Regions from separate parts of the Callithrix jacchus genome. Here region 2 is linked to region 1. The links are chromatin contacts, called in public Hi-C maps. All regions are on one chromosome and are shown on one strand. Each heading gives the region's core, a stretch centred on a gene start, on an enhancer-like site or on the middle of the called end of the contact. The rest is flanking DNA. Distances are from core to core; before and after follow the strand shown.

What was found. Hi-C and Micro-C count contacts between places; a contact is called where the count stands out from the background.
Region 2: a contact with region 1 is called in a Hi-C map of skeletal muscle, with 6 times the contacts expected there. The contact joins two enhancer-like sites. A contact is called at or near these places in 2 of 3 Hi-C or Micro-C datasets (induced pluripotent stem cells and skeletal muscle).

The regions. Positions count from the first base shown.
Region 1 is chr19:50,505,451-50,508,653 of calJac240_pri, forward strand. All of the region lies in intron 1 of LOC144580339 (a long non-coding RNA gene), which reads right to left. Among named protein-coding and RNA genes, the nearest start is that of IRF2BP2, 120 kb to the right of the region's middle. Within about 2 kb of position 1,826, at least 15 of the 16 cell types and tissues checked have an H3K27ac peak or open chromatin away from gene starts, as enhancers often do. A contact at or near this core is called in skeletal muscle, where this site is marked.
Region 2 is chr19:50,736,183-50,739,452 of calJac240_pri, forward strand. No RefSeq gene overlaps it. Among named protein-coding and RNA genes, the nearest start is that of TARBP1, 19 kb to the right of the region's middle. Within about 2 kb of position 1,254, at least 10 of the 16 cell types and tissues checked have an H3K27ac peak or open chromatin away from gene starts, as enhancers often do. A contact at or near this core is called in skeletal muscle, where this site is marked.

The sequences.
Region 1 (3,203 bases), core at 576-3,075:
AAGTCCCTTAGGATCCGCCTCTTCAGTCTGCCTGACAAGCCTAAAAGGAGAGCAGCATTCATGTGTGAGGGAGGGTAATGGGTTTTCCACAGTCTTGTAAGTATTCCATCGAATTCAGGGAGCTTTTGGGGGAACCAAATTCATGTCCTCAGGGCTAGATGAACCCACCACTCAGCAAAGCTGGGAGCAGTAAACGAGCTGCCCGACTTCCCCCGGAGAAAACAGCCTGTTCCTTCTTCAGCTTGCCCTTCTCCACTTACAGACTATGAGAGAGAACACTGGAACTCTGAAAACAAGGCCCAGAGAGTCAGATTTCCACCCTTGTCGAGGTGGGAAGGGCAGGCCCAGACATCTCCGCCAGAGGCTGGTTTTCCAGGCAGTACCTGGGAAAGACAAGCTGAGCAAAGGGGAACTGGGGGTTAGGCTCAGACACGCTGTGTCACAGAGGCACCAAGCGCCGAACTCAGTATTGTTTCTAGAAAGTCACCAGGAGCTGGGAATGAAGGACAAGGCTGTGGCTTCATCAGGCCCTGACCCGGGCATCAGCTCTCTCACTCTGGGTAGCTGCTTTAGCACACTCTAAGAGGCTGCTCCTGTGTCTGAGGTGAGGGATCCCCTTGCCCTTCGTTTTGAGTCGCAGGTTAAGGAAAGGAGACAATAGCCACGTCAGGTTCTGCTTCCAAACAGGAGCCTCTTCTTAAGAAACTGAAGTTCGTCTTTAGATCAGTTCTGCCAAGCCACAAGTTTCTATCTGCACTGTCTCCCCAACCTGAGGCAAAAGTGTGCCCCTGTCTGGCCCCCAGCTTCCAGTCTCCCCTGGCTCTGCCATCCTCTGGGGACCCTAAGCCTGTGGGTCCTATTTGCATGGGAACTGGTGCACGATTCTCCCCTCCTCTCCTTCTTCCAGTTCTCCTCGGCCATGTCCTCAGCACAGATGTCAGCCAGGGTGTGTGGGGCCCGGGGAAGTCCTGGACATTCATTCCAGTCAGGGAGGGCGGGAACGGGTCTGCTTTGCAACCTCCCCAGAGGAGGTCAATCAAGTCCGCTCGCCCCCACCCCAATAGGGTCCTGTTTGGTTTAACTTAGTGCAGACCCAACTCTGAGCTGGGAATGCCCGAGCAAGGCAGCCAAGGCCTATAATCAAAGTAGGGAGGAAGAGGAGGGACTTCTGGGTTCATCTCCCATTTGCCAGTGTTTTCCTCCACGACCTTGACCCTCCTGGTGGCTCTGTCCCCTCCCTGGACACGGGACACAACTGTGCACACTCTGGAAAGGCAAAGGAGGGCTCTTCAGAGGGCCAGCTGTGGTCCATCTGAAGGTGACAGTGTGCCAAGTTGTTTTACAGGGAGGCTGCCATGGGCCTCACGATAGCAGTCCCTGCTTCCGCCTTTCTGTTGTCTTCCAACTAAAGAGGCCAGGAAATGGCGGAGTCAGCTCCTGCTGTAGCACCTTCTAGAATCAGAAGAGACCTTTCCGAGAATTTGGCTGAACCCTGAGGGTGAGGAGTGTCAGATTTTGCAGCGGGGCGCAGCTGGCAGTGCAGGCTCCACTTCTAAGTAACCTTTGCTTCGGAAACCTGCAACTCTGCCCGGAGCCTTGCCTTTGATCACGATTTGTCACCTCCCAGGAGATGTTCCACTTTCTAAGCAGGTGGAAAACGAACCCGATTAAAAATAGGGAACTGGACTCTTCACAGAGTCCCCCTGTAAAGCCAGACCACTGGCTGTACCTCGGAGGGGAAAAGGGAACATCCCTGTCCCTCGGGTCCCAGGGCTCTGTGGGACCCGGGACCCCTGCACAGCCTGCAACCCGAGGGCGACGGCCTGGCCGGGCTCCAGCAGCAGGCAGAGGCTTTGGCCATGGCCACGGGCTGGCTCCTGCTCACTGGGTTCACCTTGGTGACCAGAGGTCACTGTAACCGCCCTTTCCCTGCCCTCCCTTCCTCCTCCCCTCAATGCTTTATGGACCTGAGTTTCTGGAGCTTTCTCAAAACCGTGGACACATTCCCAGTGGAAATCATGACATTTTCCGTTTCACATTACGCACTCCACAATGCCTCAGGAAGGGAGAGAGGGAGAAGGAAAACAAGGCCTGGGAGCCAGCCCCTCTCTGTCTGCAGCCAGGGCTGCTCACTGCTCTGTTTATCCTGGAGTCACCTCCCTCCCGAACTTGACAGCCAGTGCCCCAGTGTTTTCTTCTGCAGTCAAAGGCCCCGATGAATAGGTGAACTGCCTTTTCTATCTGCTCATGTGGCACATCTGGATAAAGGCGTGCCTCTCTACTTTGTTGTGTTTTTTTTAAACTTTACTTTCCACTGCCATGGTAACTGCTGCATGTTTGGCAGAGGGAAAGAGGAAAAAAAAAAAGCTCGGAGAGAAGAAAAGGAGCTCTCAGCGCGGGGCTGGCGGCTGTCCAGGGTAATCATGCCGCAGAGCTGAAATGAGGCCTCTGGCGGGCAGCCAAGTTACAAAGAACAAAGCTGTCAGTTCCTAATGTTGGCGGCAATGCTTGTTTGGCATCCTTATATGGTTTCCCAGAACTCCCTGCCTTGGCCGCCTTCCATTCCCTTCAGGGCAGCAAACAGGATTAGCACAGCTCCGAGTTGTTTTTCTCCTCTCTCCTCCAACTGTTCCAATGACATCATCCCTGCTGCATTCATTTGCCAGCAGGGTGGTTTTTCTCTCTCTCCACCTCCCTCTTCCCTTCCTCCCTCCCTTCCTCCCTCTCCTCGGTTTCTCTCTCTCTCTCTCTCTCTCTCTCTCTCTCTCTCACACACACAGACACACACACAGACACACACACACACACACACACACACACACACACCTCTACTCCCACTCACTTCCTGTGGCCTCCCCCTTGCCTCTGACTTTCTTTAAATGCAATGTTTTAGGTCATTCTTCTTGTCCAGCTTCTCTGTTAAATTAAAAACACCCCAGTGCTTGTACATTTAGCTGAATCAAGCCAGACGCTGTATTTTATTTTTATAACTGAATTCCTGTGAGATAAAAATCTCATTTTCCTTAGTAGACTGTAATCAGCACTCACAGGGATGTGGTTTCCAACTGCCCCAGCTCATGCTTCCTTATGAAACTCCGCTGAGAAATGAACTTGGCTCCCGTTCAGGTTTAAAGGGCCCGAGGCCGGTCACACGTTACTTGCTCATGCACACACACACACACACACACACACAGGATGTGCAC
Region 2 (3,270 bases), core at 4-2,503, 230 kb after region 1:
TGGGCGCAGTGGCTCACATCTGTAATCCCAGCACTTTGGGAGTCCAAGGCTGGCAGATCACGAGGTCAGGAGTTCAAGACCATCCTGGCCAACATGGTGAAACCCCGTCTCTACTAAAAATACAAAAATTAGCCAGGCATGTTGGTGGGAGCCTGTAAGCCCAGCTACTCGGGAGGCTAAGGCAGGAGAATCGCTGGAACCCAGGAGGCAGAGGTTGCAGTGAGCTGAGACCTTGCTTTTGCACTCCAGTCTGGGTGACAGAGCAAGACTCTGTCTCAAAATAAAATAAAATAAAAAAGAAATAACATGGAACAGAGTAAGAGGCATATGTAGGTGCCAAGGTATGTATTAGATTCTGTTCTTTATTAACGTGCAAGTTCCTGACGGCTCCAATATGTAGGCTATTGTATATCTGAATATTGCTTCTGTCTCAACTTCCAGGTTTTATTTCAAAAAGAGAAAGAAACAAGGAAATAAACAGTAACTGTCAGAAGTCCTTTGTAAAGTATCACCCATCCATTGAAATGTGCTTTCCATTCAAAAACTAACTTATTAATTATTCATTGCTTTTGGAACTGAAAATGAGAACAGAGTTTAAGACCCAGAGTTGGCTAAGAACAGTGTTCCAACTGTCTGATGTCTGTCATTTCCTGGTATCCAAGCAGTTCATCCCAAATCTGAGATTTGCAGTTTCGGGAGTCCCGTGAACTTTAGGCTCGACGATCAGTCAGGTTTAGTCCCGTTTAGCCAATGCCTGGAATGACTGTTCTCTTTACTTTCATTTCCACTCGGGGCACTGCATTTCTGGGGGATTATTTCACTGCATGGGTGGTCCGAGTCCCTTGGCCTTCAGCCTTATGGCTCATTCCATTGCTCTGGGCAAGCCGTAACCACCCGAACACGCAAGTTTTTCTTTCATGCCCCAATGCCATGAGTAACACCATTAACTCTTCAGGACTGAGTTTGGGATTACCAAAAAATCTTGCAACCCCCTGTGTTTGCAGTCAAAACGCAGAGGAACAGGATGTTTGCAGGGCTTGTTTTCACGCCAGAAATGCGGTTGCCCTCATAAACAATCCTTGAGATGTTTTTTACCTAACGATTGTACTTCGCTGGGATTGCGGGTTACAAAATGGAAGCTCAGTGCTTCCTGCTTCGAGTTCCAGCAGAACAAATGTGCGAGAGATTCCCGGGCTTGGAAACTCTTCAGACCAGGAAGGGCTGCCGATGTGTCCCCAGCAGGGAAAGGGCAGGAGGAGCACAGCTGTGCAAGGGGGTGTTTCACATGCTTCTCTAAAGAGGAGCTTCCTGAAGTGTAAAAAGGCTGGGGAGACGCAGGGCCACATTTCCCAAGGCCTGGGGCCAGTGCGGGGACAAACGCGAGGCGGGCGCAGGTGCTTTGCGGGTTCCGCGCGCCATCTGGTGGCTTCGGGCTGACATTGGGCGCACCATCCGGGCTTCACCCCATTGACAGAGGCTGCACAGGAGGAAACCATTGTGGGCGTCTAAGTTCTGTTGGCAGGGATCACCAGGGCCCCCAAAGGAAGACAACAAGGGCCAGATGCTCCGAATTCCATTCCTTATTCTACAAATGGATACTCAAAGCCTCAGGTTCCCCTTTGAGGAGGAGGCACTGATCCTTCCTTCAGTGCCAGCCTTTCCATGACACAGCAACATGAGCACTGGGCTCTGCACAGTCTGGCCCCTCTGTGCCTGCTTTCCACGTCGTGACCCCTTGCCCCTACCTGCAGCAGGCGTCTTCCCCTTGCCCCTACCTGCAGCGCGTGTATATTCCCTTCCAGGCTTCTGAATCCCATGGTTCTCAAGGGTGATTCCACAGGCATCTTTACATCCTTAGAATATTTGCCTCCTATTTTGTTCCTGCTAGTGTTTCCAAAGTGTGTTCCAAGAATGGTGGTTTTGTTAAGTAGAATTGTATCTCTTTTTGAAAAGGCATTCGGGCCGGGTGCAGTGGCTCACGCCTGTAATCCCAGCACTTTGGGAGGTCGAGGCGGGCGGATTACGAGGTCAGGAGATCGAGACCATCCTGGCTAACACAGTGAAACCCCGTATCTATTAAAAATACAAAAAATCAAAATAAAAGATTAAAATCAGCCGGGTGTGGTGGCACGCACCTGTAGTCCCAGCTACTGGGGAGGCTGAGGCAGGAGAATCGCTTGAACCCAGGAGGCGGAGGCTCCTGGTGAACTGAGATCACACCACTGCATGGCATTCAAAGTTTGGGAAAGTCGGGGTTATGCCAAGGTCAAAGGGACATGATCGCAGGCTATCTCAGGAGCATTAAACATGCTGAGAATGTAGTGGATCTCTAAGAAGGAACTAGAGTTCGCTATAGTTTCTAAACTTTAGAAGGTTTTGGCATCAAAACCTTCCTCCTGTCTCCACCTTTGGAGAGCATCCTGCAAATACTGCATTTAATAATACAATTTTAAGGAAAAAGAGTGCCCTGTTCACTTGACCCATGATTATGTAGCTATCTTTTTAAAACTGAAAGACACCTGTATTTGTTTGCTGGGGCTATCATATTGCCTCACAGTTGCGGAGGCTGAAGCTCCAAGACCAGCGGGTTGGCAGGGCTGGTTCCTTCTGAGGTTCTGAGGTTCTTCCCCTTGGCTTAGAAATGGTCATCTTCTCTCTGTGCCGCCACATGATCTCCCCCGTGTCTATCTGTGTCCTAGTTGCCTTCTCTTTTTCTTCATTATTTCTTCCTTCTCCTCCTCCTCCTCCTCCTCCTCCCCTCCTCCTCCTCCTCCTCCTCCCCTCCTCCTCCTCCTCCTCCTCCCCTCCTCCTCCTCCTCCTCCTCCTCCTCCTCCTCCTCCTCCTCCTCCTCCTCCTTCTTTTCTTCTTCTTTGGTAGAGATGGAGGTGGAGGGTGGGTACCACTATGTTGCCCAGGCTGGTCTCAAACACGTGAGCTCAAGTGATCCTTCTGCCTCAGCCTCCCAAAGTGCTGGGATTATAGGAATGAGCCACTGCACTCAGTCCTATCTCTTTATAAGGACACCAGACATATTGGGTTAGGACCCACGGACATGACCTCATTTTACCTTAATCACCTTTTTAATGTCCCTATGTCAAATTACGGTTACATTCGGAGGTGCTAGGGGTTAGGACTTTAACAAAGGAATTTTGGGGAGCCAGAGTTCAGCTCATAGCAACATCTTATTGTTGTATCTGTAGGGTAAAATGTATGCTTCAATGGAAAATTACGCATTGATTAGAGCAGGGTTGGCAAACTCCAGCCAGTCA